Regions from separate parts of the Mus musculus genome. Here regions 1 and 2 are each linked to region 3. A link is a contact called in public ChIA-PET and promoter capture Hi-C data. All regions are on one chromosome and are shown on one strand. The core of a region is the stretch at or near the end of the contact, and the rest is flanking DNA. Distances in the headings are between cores, read along the strand shown.

The links. Promoter capture Hi-C pulls out the DNA fragments that hold promoters and counts their contacts. ChIA-PET counts read pairs in DNA pulled down with a chosen protein or histone mark.
Region 1: a contact with region 3 is called in a promoter capture Hi-C map of embryonic stem cells, with 4 times the contacts expected there. The contact joins the promoter of Axdnd1 here to the promoter of Qsox1 in region 3. A contact is called at or near these places in 4 of 39 promoter capture datasets (embryonic stem cells, hippocampal neurons, pre-B cells and 1 more) and 1 of 9 other capture datasets (adipose tissue).
Region 2: an RNA polymerase II ChIA-PET map of memory CD8 T cells shows a contact between it and region 3, with 7 read pairs. The contact joins the promoter of Mr1 here to the promoter of Qsox1 in region 3. A contact is called at or near these places in 2 of 115 datasets of contacts at active chromatin or transcription factors (memory CD8 T cells and pancreatic cancer cells).

Annotation. Positions count from the first base shown.
Region 1 is chr1:156,418,606-156,422,315 of GRCm38.p6, forward strand. It overlaps Axdnd1 (axonemal dynein light chain domain containing 1), which reads right to left and starts at 2,310. Exons shown (of 26, transcript NM_001346967.1): 1 at 2,241-2,310; 2 at 1,730-1,925; 3 at 634-806. The coding sequence starts at 1,823.
Region 2 is chr1:155,145,187-155,149,178 of GRCm38.p6, forward strand. Mr1 (major histocompatibility complex, class I-related) reads right to left here and starts at 1,628. Exons shown (of 6, transcript NM_008209.5): 1 at 1,446-1,628. The coding sequence starts at 1,500.
Region 3 is chr1:155,811,011-155,814,928 of GRCm38.p6, forward strand. It overlaps Qsox1 (quiescin Q6 sulfhydryl oxidase 1), which reads right to left and starts at 1,889. Exons shown (of 12, transcript NM_001024945.1): 1 at 1,516-1,889. The coding sequence starts at 1,789.

The DNA of each region.
Region 1 (3,710 bases), core at 1,060-3,559, 610 kb after region 3:
TTAAACATTTACTTATTTATTTATTTTATGTGAGTACACTGTTACTCTCTTCAGAGACACCAGAAGAGGACATCAGATACTGTTACAGATGGTTGGTAGCCACCATGTGGTTGCTGGGAATTGAACTCATGACCTCTGGAAATGCAGTCAGAGCTCTTAACTGCTGAGCCATCTCTCCAGCCCCTGGCTTTGTTTTTGTTTTTGTTTTTGTTTTTGTTTTTGAGACAGGATCTTATTGTATAGCCCAGTCAGCCTGGAACTTGTGGCAATCCTCCTGCTTCGGCCTCTGACGTGATAGAACTATCAGTGCCAGCCACCATGCTCAGCAAGATCTGAATTTTGAATTTTGTAGTTGGTAAGATGGCTCAGCAGCTGAAAGAGCTTGCAACCCCATGCATGACTTGTGCTCCCCCCACCCCCAGCCCATGCTGGAGAGAGAAAAGCAGACCTTGAAAGCTGTCTTCTGACCCTGAGCCCAAACTCACACACGAACTAATAATAACGGTTTTTTTTAATTTAAATATGCATTTTAAAAGATCATCTGAACACAACTTCTGCTCACCAAACACTTAACAAAGTGAATTTTAAAAAAGGGATTGTGACCCCAAACATGATAGGTATGTATATACAAACCTTTGGGGCTTTAGGTTTCTTCACAGGCAGTAAGCTTTCAGGACAGGGACCGGCATTAGCTGCATAGTTCAGAGAGAGAAGAACTTCCTCGGGGATTCTGTAGTCATTCTGAAGGGGAGGAAGGGGTTTGAGGTGGTTCACCATGGATTTTTTCTCCTTTAGCTCAGGAAGCCCTAAGGAAGTATTAGGAAAGACAAACTTTTAATGGAGTGTTCCGGGGAGTTAAAGTTTCCCAGACTGCCTCAGCAGTATCCTGTGTTTCTAACAAGAAGGGTGCCTCTAGCAGAGGAGCCCAGCTACAAAGAATACTTAAAGCAGGAGTAGCTAGAAGGGTGGAGGGAAGAGTGGAAGGGGGATGTGAGAACATGCAGAGAGATACAAAGTAAAAGGCCTGGGTTACACAGAGTGAGTGTACAGCCAACCCAAGCCCCAACCCCTCCACTGCCCTGCAACATAAATAGTGAATAGGTAGCTAGCTCAGGATAGAGTGCTTGCTTAGTGTAAGTCCTTGAGTTGAATCCGTACCTCCTTGAGTTGATGATGGAACTGTAGCAAAATATAAATAAGAAACAACCCAAAAAGCTCTGTGACCTTAAGACTGGAGATAGCCTCAGTCTGATGAGCAAGAGTGAGACGGTGACTGCCTTGATTCTTATTCTGGTACAGGTTCTACATTTATCATTACGTCTTTTTACATTTTTCTTGAAACAGGGTCTCACTATGTAGCTCCCACTAGCCTGGAATTTACTATGTAGACCAGGCTGACCTCAAATTCACAGAGATCACCTGCCTCTGCCTTCCAAGACACAGCCCCAAGGATGGAAATCTTAAGGAATCTCAAAAAACATCTTGAATCTTATACAAATAGGCATATTGAACTAAGTTATGTTTTTCTTATCCACATAACTATGTTTTTAAAGCTCCCTTGAAGTCAGAGAAGAAGCAACCAAACTTCATATAGCTATTAGTATTTAAATGAAGATGAAACAGTATTCTGACTTGGTGAGTGTTCAGGCTGGCTAAGGAGAAAGGGAGAACGGATTGCAAATTCTTTCAGTAGCCCTAATGGTTCTGTCCACGGCATCCTTAAGTTTACCTTTTGCCTCCTTGACTACATAGAGTTTTGCCTGTTTGGACTCAGATGTTGATGGGGAGGTCAGCGAAGTGTCCGACACTTTGTGGAGAGACATAATAATCAATGCCTGGGATCACTCTCAGAACTATTAATCCTCCAAAAAATTAATTCAAAAACAAATCAAAATCGTGTTCAGACTTTCAAGCTGTCCATAATTCTGTAGGCAAAACAAAGCAAATGAACAGAGAGATCTCTTGAGTGTTTGTGTTCAGACTGAATTTCAGAATTCATCTGGCGTGGTTTCCTTTCTTTGGGGAGCCCTCTAAGATAACTTGACATGACAGAGATGGGGTATGGGTGGGTCAGAGTCAGGGCCCAGCCCGGGAAAGTCAGGCTCCGCCTCCCTACAGACTGCGGGCGGGTCAGCGCGACCCAGCTCCGCGGGCGCGAGTGGGGCGGGGCTCCCACGGTTCTTTCAGCAAAGTCCTAGGACTGCACTGTAGGAGTGCACGACACCGGCCGCTGTACCCACAAGTTGTGTTTGCCGCCTGGCGTCGGAAGGCCATCCCTTTTCCGGAACGCCCTGCGTCGTCATAGCAACGCAGCACATTTCTGCCCCCCCCCCCACGCTCCCCGCTCCCCCCCCGTCCTAGCAACTTGCGGGCCGAGCCGCCTCCGGCAGAGCCGTCAAAAGAAAAGAGATGAAAAGGAGTCTCTACACTCTCTAGAAGTTTCCGTGTGTTTTTAGTCATGGGTAGTAGCAATAAGGAAGAATATTGAATCGGGTTGTTGTCTCGGAATGGGATAGGCTCTCGAAACCGCGCTTCCGGGTGCAGACTGCGCAAGCGCAGACCTGCGCCGGTAGAGACTCCCCGGGCCCTGCCCTTGCAGAGAGGGTGATGTAGCAATGAGACCTTCTGCTCTTGAATCTGTTCAGGGCTAGCATAATCTATGAGTTCTGAATCCGCCAGGGAAACTTAGTGACAACCTTGTCTCAAAAAGAGAGGAGGAGGAGTAAACTAGCAAACAGCCTAGTTCTGTTGTTCAAGTCACTTCTATGCACTCAGTTCGTGTTCGTAAGTGCGGTTCATCTTAGTGTCAGGTAGCTTTCTATGCCAACAGTAGCTGAAGGAGAAGACAAATACCTGAGCAGGACTTTCTCACCTAGGCTAATGGAGGTTACAAAGAAAGAAATGGGCCCCAATTTGCATTTGCAGTAGCATCGGCTCTCTAGCATTCTCTCTAAAGAATCTACTGATTGTAGGAGCAAGCACATCATGATCAGTAGTTGGCAACAATCTTCCCATTGACGCGCCTATGGAAACGAGCACAGAGTAACTCTGCTCACCCTGCATGACCTAACTGTTGCCACCCATTCCTGCAGTGCAAGGGAGATGGGAGAAATCTCTTCAGAGATTGTGTCCATTTATTGAATCAAATGGCTATTCATTGTCGTGCAGGGGCAAAGGACAGCATGGTGGGGGGGTGGGGGGGGGTGTCGGTTTATGAAGGTTTAGGGTCCACTTGGACTCAAGTTAACCAAGACTGTGCATCTGGCTTGTGACGTTGATAAAACAGTTTGTAGATTGAACAAGAGAAAGCTCTTGTGGGTGTGCCACACTCACGGTTGGCATGACTGCTCACTTTGATTTTATACTTTTAATTCTTTTAGGTTATGTATATGTGCTTATTGTGTGTGAGGGAAGATGCCCCAGAGAAGAGGGAATCAGACCCCCTGGAGTTACAGGTGGTTGTGAGCCACCTGACATGGGTTCTAGGAACCAAATTCAGGTTATCTGCAAGAGCAGTCTGCCCTCTTAGCTACTAAACCATCTCTCCAGCCCCCAAATGTTGGTTTTAAATAATGCTGTTAGAATTGCAGGCTTGAGTTTCATTTTTAATGACAACAAAATCATTAAATGGTGGAATGTGGTGGATGGAACACACTTTGTAACCCCGGCACTGGAGAGATGGAGGCAGGAGGATCAGGAGTTCAAGCCTA
Region 2 (3,992 bases), core at 378-2,877, 670 kb before region 3:
AGCAACACAGCAGGAACACATCTAAGAGTCAGAGGAAAACAACCAGCATAGTGCAGCACCCCATCCTATAACTACCCACAAATTATCTATGTACGGGGTACTCGGAAGTTCAGCAGTATCACAGAAAGGCCTGGGCTAAAGGCAGAAGACCTGTGTTCACTTGTGATCACTGTGCCAGAGGGTTCTGCAATCTCCGTAAGCCAGAGAAACATCTAACCTGATCTTTATTGTTCTCTCTTCCTTCCTTCCTTCCTTCCTTCCTTCCTTCCTTCCTTCCTTCCTTCCTTCCTTCCTTCCTTCCTTCCTTCCTTCCTCCCTTCCTCCCTCCCTCCCTCCTTCCCTCCCTCCCTCCTTCCCTTCCTCTCTTTCTCGATCTCTTTCTTTCTTTCGACACTCAAACTGGCCTCAAACTCACCATTCCCCCCTAAGCCTTTAGAGTAGCTAGGACTGTAAGTTTGCATCACCATATCCATATCCAGTTGTTACATTCCTCCAATCAGCTGACACGTAGCAAGCTATCAATCAATACTTGTAGAACTAACACAGACACGATTTGAAAGAGTTCCTTCCTGGCATGAACATTAGTCAGCAGCTTGGGTGGCCTGATCGGAGTTCTGCAATTCTCCTGTGAACCTTTAAAAGCACTAACAGCCAGCTGGAAAGCAGTTGCTTAGGGTAGAGAAGGCTAGCACTTCCTGTCACACGGACTCTCCTGTGTTGGTGGCAACACAGGGCTCTTGATCCCTTAGAGACACAAGCTCCCTAAACTACGATGTTTATTCTAATTTTCACTTATTTTTACGTACTCTGGTGTTTTGCCTGCATGGATGTCTATGTGAAGATGTCAGATCCCCTGGAACTGGAATTACAGACAGTTGTGAGCTGCCCCGTGGGTTCCAGGAATTGAACTGGTGCACTCTGGAAGAACAGCCATTGCTCTTAACCGCTGAGACATCTCTCCAGCCCCAGAACTTTGTTTTAAATCCATGAATATTTCCTACACCTAGTAAACGAGCTCAGAGCCATGGCTTTATCTTTCATGCATCTTTTGTTACAGGATGTCCTTGTCCTGAGGAGGAAAAATTATCTATTGGCCTGAACGATGGACAGATTGGGTGGTTCAACTCCCCTGAAACTCTCCCTACACGCAGGTTCATTGTTAGAAAAGAAAAGAAGAGAAACAGAAGGGAAAGTAAGGGTATAGCAGAAAAGTGGGGACATAGCTCTCAGAGGAAAAGTGAGGCAGTCTTTCTGGGCAGGCTGGCATCCATGCACACACATCTGAACAGCAGGCCAGTTGGTCCATCACCCTTCAAGTCTTGGGTACAAAGGACCTGTGGGTTTGTCTCTGGCTTTTTTATAGTTTGCACCACAAGTTTAGAAAGCAAAGCCGTCGTTATGCTTCAGCATTGCATTTGGAAGCAAAGAGCACTCAGGATACTTACGAGTATGGCTTCGCTTCACCAAGAATACAGCGAGCAGAGGTAACAGGAGCATCATCAACCCGTGCTGAAGTCCTTTGCTTTTCCGATTTTTTTTTTTAACCTCAGACAGTGACAGACCCCTGATGAATCTTTTGAGAACTTGTACTCTACCGACTTACTTACACTTGGTAACTGAGCACTGTGGGGTGGGACAGGGGGAAGCATTCTCCAGTAAGAACTGGTAAATATATCTGGTGTCATTAGTTGCTAGGTAGAATAGAGACTTACAAAAATGAAAGCAATAAACATTAACCCCTTGTGGGTTTCAGACTCAGCTTGCTCCTGTCTTCTCTTCATCCAGTTCCCAACTGTAGCTCAATTACATGAAAGGTATAGGGAAGCAAAAATTAATGACATGGGTAATTTATTGCCTTTGGTTCTTTCTTGGAGTTTAGATTTTTAACCAAGGGACAAAGGAAATTGCACCCTGGGTTCTAAGATTTGGAACTCCCTGCTCAGTATGATTTTCCCATCCGTCTCAGATAGCATGTACCATTTAGAATGCCCTGTAATTTTTTTATTTATATCTGTCTTTCCTGTATTTTTTTTTTTTACCTAGAACAATAGACCCCAAACATCCCTGTTGAATCATGAAAAGAAAAGGCCTATGGGAGACTCTGAGGGGTCGCCACTCATCTTTCAAGGAAAGCAATCTCCAACCTATGGTCACATTGTTGTTAGAAGCACATGACAAGTTAGGAAACAGCAGCTGAGGCTGTTCAGGGAGCTGGGGAACAGGTCTAGACAGGAAAGAGGAAGTACAGGATAGAGAGAAGAATGGGGAAAAGGCAGGCTTTGGCTTGGGGTCAGGCACCATGCTTGATTTGACATGGTCAAATCTCTTTGACATGGGGCAGAATCACAGACTGCACCATGGCTGGACAGCTTCCCCTTTAAAAGAAATCTGTGTATTCCACAGGACTGTTGACTCAGTGAGGTTGTTTATTACGCAGGAAGAGGGGATAGGAGAATCAAACCCCTGGTTTCCTTCAGAGGTGAGTTGAGTGATGGCCCACTCTAAAAGCTCAGAACCCGTGAATACAACACACTTTATATGGCATAAGGGACTTTGCAGGTCCCGTTGATTTAAAGACGCAGAGATGGAGAGATGATCCTGGACCTGGCAGAACCAATCTAATCACGAGGGTCCCTATTTCAGGAAGGCAGAGGGTCAGAATCTGGGAAGGGTCTGTGACAGCAGATGCATTACTGAAGAGGGCATGAGCTAAGGAGTGCAGGAGGCCCCTGGACCTGGAATGAGAAGGTTACAGACCATACCCCAGAACCTCTAGAAAGAATGCATGTGTCAAAAGCTGGGTTTTTGTTTGTTTGTTTGTTTTGTTTTTGTTGTTGGTGGTGTTTTGTTTAGTCTTGTTTTGTTTTTTCACCATAAGACCTGTCTTCAGAACTGTGGCCTCCTAAATGATTGGAGAGAAAATATATATTGTTTGCAGCCACCTAATTTTTGCTTTCTATGAGAGTGGAAAACGTAGGCATGTCTTCCTTTCCCCACAAAAAGCTAAAAGAAATTATTTGATGGCCTCTTTTCAGATGCTTGCATCTCTTTTTTCCTTTCCTTCCTCTTTTGTTTTTTCCCTTGGCTATTCATCTAGCAAATATAGGTATCCATGTGCCCCTCACAGAGACCCCTGTTGCTGCTCCATGATGCTTGCACGCTGTGCCAATGTATTTGCTCCTTTGGGTTTTTGGATTTTTTTTTCCTGTTAATAGCTTGTTCCCCAGATTTCATGCTGTACTCTTAAAAAGGAAACATGAAAAGTGTGGGTAGCTTAAAATCGCTTTATCTAATTGCAAGCTAGTGAAAGGTAGGAAGGCAGAGGACACCATTCCTGATATATTTTAGTATATGCTTCTTTGGTGATTTTATTGTGGATATGCATGTAGGTATATGTATGTGAGGTTCTCTCTCTCTCTCTCTTTTTGTTTTTGTTTTTTTCGAGACAGGGTTTCTCTGTATAGCCCTGGCTGTCCTGGAACTCACTTTGTAGACCAGGCTGGCCTCGAACTCAGAAATCTGCCTGCCTCTGCCTCCCAAGAGCTGGGATTAAAGGCGTGCGCCACCATGCCTGGCTTGAGGTTCTCTTTTTTAAAAGGGGTTTCATGTTCTAATCCTATTTTGTAAATTATTTCTCAAATGTATATTTGCCAAAACAGATATACATATTAATGGTATAACTTTACAAGTACTTCTATTTTTTCCCTCATTACATTTTTGAGATTATAAATTGATGACATAATTCCTCCCTTCCCTTTCCTCTCTCCAAACTCTCCCATATATCCCTTTCTGCTCTATTTCAAATTCATGGCCTTTATTTATTTATTTATTTATTTATTTATTCATGGTTTTTTGGTTTTTCTAGATAGGGTTTCTCTGTATAGCCCTGGCTGTCCTGGAACTCACTTTGTAGACCAGCTGGCCTCGAACTCAGAAGTCTGCCTGCCTCTGCCTCCCGAGTGCTGGGATTAAAGGCATGCACCACCACGTCT
Region 3 (3,918 bases), core at 639-3,138:
GGAAGCAAGGGAAAAGAGCTTCTAGGTGCGGCTAAAACTTATTTTGGGGGACAGGCAGTGGTGGCACCCAAGAGGTAGAGGCAGGTGGATCTCTGTGAGTTGAAGGTCAACCTGGTCTACAGAGTGAGTTCCCAGACAGCCAGGGCTACACAGAGAAATCCTGTCTTGAAGAAAAAAAAAAATTTTTTTTTTTTTTGAAAACTACACACCATTCCATGAGACCACTTCAGTAAGCACTTTGCCAGCCGCTCAGGGGAGGGGGAGATGAAGTCCAAGATGACCTTGGACAAAGGCGCTCTTTACACCCATCTGAGCTTGTGGAGAACCATCAACTACACAGGAGAGGGGCTGAGGGGCTAGTTTTCCTGTCTCTAGAACGCCTGGCCCTAACTAAGACACAGTTTTCTCATCCAACTATTACTTCGGGTTAAGAGCTCTGCTAGTCCCCTGCCTGGCACCACAAACTAGGAAACACACTCATCAGAGAAGTGACAAAGTCAGGAACCAGTCCCCACAACCATGCCACTCCTGCTCCCCACCCCTCCCCTTACCCACCCCCAGCACCCTTGACTTGAGTTAGAAAGATGTGTGTATAGCAGGGAATCTTTAAGCTGTAGAGAGGAAATTCTGTCGTGTCCACAGTACAGAGTCTACTATTTAAGCACTTGGTCTATAATAATTACCATTATTATGTTCCCTCATCTGCAAGTCTTAATTTTTCAATATTTTAACATTCCTATAATACAGCACACTTTAAAAATCCCTATACGTTTGGTGGTTTTCTTATCCTGCTACCCCTTAGGCTGTAATTAAATGAAGAGTGGGTCCCGTAATTGGCATTTTAGAATGGAGGAATAGCCAGACCAGTGACTGGAGCATGGAGCACGGGCCAATCACACACCACAGGCATACATATAGTTTAGTCTCATGGGCTTAAAGGCTAAGGTCTAAGCGAGTCCAGACCCAAGGAGAAGAGAAATAAGAATGTGGCCTGGAAGCTAAGGTGCTAGAGGTAGCAGGTCAAGAGAAGCCTGGACTGGACAGGCAAAGAGGAAAACCACCCGATGAAGACAGACATCTACCTCATAGGTAAGGATGAGAAAGGAAATGTGTATACCAACTATGTAACTTGCCACGGGGGGTGGAGAAAAGTGGTGGGGGCGGTAGAATGAATGCCAACTCTCTATCCAGCACTGTTCCACCTCGACTACTAGGGAAGTTGGCAAGAAGGGATCCCTGGATGAGGAAGGAGGCTGCTACAAAGCTGGATTGGAGAAAGGCTCAGAGAAGAGCACAGGGAACAAGAAAACCCTCTCGAAGGATAGAGACAAAGACTTGTCAGAGGAAGACGCAGGAGCAGAGGACTGAGGGGACGCGGCCAGGGAGAACTTAAAGGCTATGGATTGGGGGAGGGGAGGGACTGCGATGGACCAAGGAAGCCGCGAGGGAGGGGACGAGCTAGCGGGACGGTTGGCAGGACCTGCCGGTGGGTCGGGGAAGGCCTCCACTTCTCACCTTTCACGTCGTTAGCAAGCTCCTTCCACGTCGGGGCGAAGGCGATGCAGTGGCCACACCAGGAGGCGAAGAACTCCACCGCCCAGGCGCTGCTGGAGCCGAGCACAGTGGGACGCACCGAATCAGCATCCAGCAGCGTCAGCGGGTCAGAGGACGAGTAGAGCACTGAGAGCCGGGCCGCGTAAGCGCCGGGCCCCGAGAAGAGCAGAGGCGAGAGCAGCAGCAGTAGTAGCAGCAGCGATGGCGGCCCCGAGAGGCGGCCGCACCTCCTCATCCTAGGCGGCTTGAATGTCCACCTCCTTCAAGTTTGTGACTAGTCAGTATCCGGAGCCTGCCGCGCACCAACAGCCTCCGCCCCGGAGGAGGAGGAGGAGCTAAGAGGCTCCGCCCCGAGGCGGGGCCGACTCCCGGGACCGCCCCTGCGAGCGTGTGAGCTGCCAGAGCCGGGGTCCCGGTGCTGGTGGGCGCTCCGCGGTTCCCATCCCCCGGCGAGCCAGACCTCCGAGCTGGGTCCGGAAACGAGTGCCGCCCGGGACCTCAGGCCGCACTCGAGGTCGTTGAGGGGGCCGGGGCAACGTTTGGCCGCTCTCGGCCCCCGTATCCTACGGAAGCGGAGTCCGTTGGCATAGTCGTTACAGATTTATCTTGTTCCTGGAAAGTTCCAGGGGGCTCCTTCTCGCAGTTTTCACATTGGGAATTCGAAGTAGGTGGGAGAAAAGAGCCAGGAGGTAGGACATTGTGATTGTCAAGGCCCACAGGAGCCAGAAGCACGCACGCCTCCGGAGGCCCCACCGTCTAGGGAGCTATTGCTGGAGGGCTTCCTACGAGGGGACAGGACGCCCTCTCCCACAGTTGGCTGGGCTCTGCTGCCTTGGAGTCAAGGTTTCTTTGGCATTGACATCCCTCCACCCTTTGTTGGGTTGATTCCTTCAGGTTGGACTCCCTCCCCACAGCTCAGATGCTATATTGCCCTCAGCCTACTCAGCCTCATGCTCCTATGTTCTCTCAAGTATCCGGATCAACTAAGCTTGTGTCCACAAGTAAGAAAGTGATAGTGAATTTTCCTATGGCCACCTTTTGTACCTCGGGTGCCTTGTGAGATATCTTGAAGTGAATAGGTCATCCTCAGAATTGTCACACTGGCCTTTTTCTTTTGTATCTCTGGATTAGTTAGCCCTCTCTGTGACCCCTTGGCCTAGCCCTTAAGGTGTGTTACTCCTTTCCTTCATAAGAAACTGAGTAACGTCTCTGTGCCAGTCATGCACCAGATATTAAGAATGAGGTGATAAAAGACTGAGGGGTGTGGAACTTACAATGGGGACAGATGGTATGCAAGTGAATGTAGGTTGACTGATGACAAATATCAAGGGGAGCTATGGTTATAATAGGAGGTGGTCAGGGACAGGGACATCTGATATTTGAAGGGACCGACCGAGTCAGTAATACCGCTGAAGACCAAATACAGGTTTGTAATCTTAAAAAATAACAAACCAAAGGGCATGGTGGGGCATGTCTAAAGCCTCAGATACTCTGTAGGCTGGGATGGAACAATATGAATGCCAGGCCAACTTGGGCTACATAGTGTCTCAAAAATAAAAACAACCAAATTATTATATAAATTTCTTATCCTTTTATCTAGATCTTTCTGATAATCTGAAAACCAGTTTCTTTTTTCTGGAGTTCTTGAATTCCCCCAAGATGTCCAGTAGAGTTTGTTGGCTTTGAGGGTAACTGGTTCCTGCCTTCCTCGTTTCCCTCCTGTTTCCACTCTGTTGTATTCCATTATGGGCACAATTTTAACAGCCTTCTTTGCATATCTGAGCCTCGCACACGCTTCCTAGAAAGAGAGACCTTGGGAAAGGGTCAGAGCAGGCTATGTGTCTAAGTGCTGCCTGTTGCTAGAAAGGCAGCATTTTAGGGTCTCAGGTGTTGGAAGCATAATTTTAAGTCTGTTGGCATATGGGCTGTTTGTTTTTGAGGCAGGCCTATTATGTAACTTTGGCTATTCTGGAGCTCACTGTGTAGCCCAGAATGGCCTTGAACTCACAGAGATAATCCTGCCTCTGCCTCTCAAATGCTGGGATTAAAGGCATGTGTTACCTACCATCACCACCCCTGGCACAATTGGGGTTCTAGCTCTGTGGAAACCAGGTAGCTGAAAGATGAGAACCCCAAGGTTGGGCATGGGGTGTTCAAATTTTAAGGAAGTTCTTATGAGGAAACACCAGAATGGCATTTGGGAGGGGACTTCATGACAGTCTAAGGTAAGACCATTCCAGGAAGAGGCCCAACAGCTGGTCTTTTGCTTCCTTCAACTATTTAGGTTCTCTGTGCCTCACATTTAAAACTCGTAAGGAAATTACATCACCAAAGTAAAGTGGAAGGTTCGTTCCTCTCTGACCC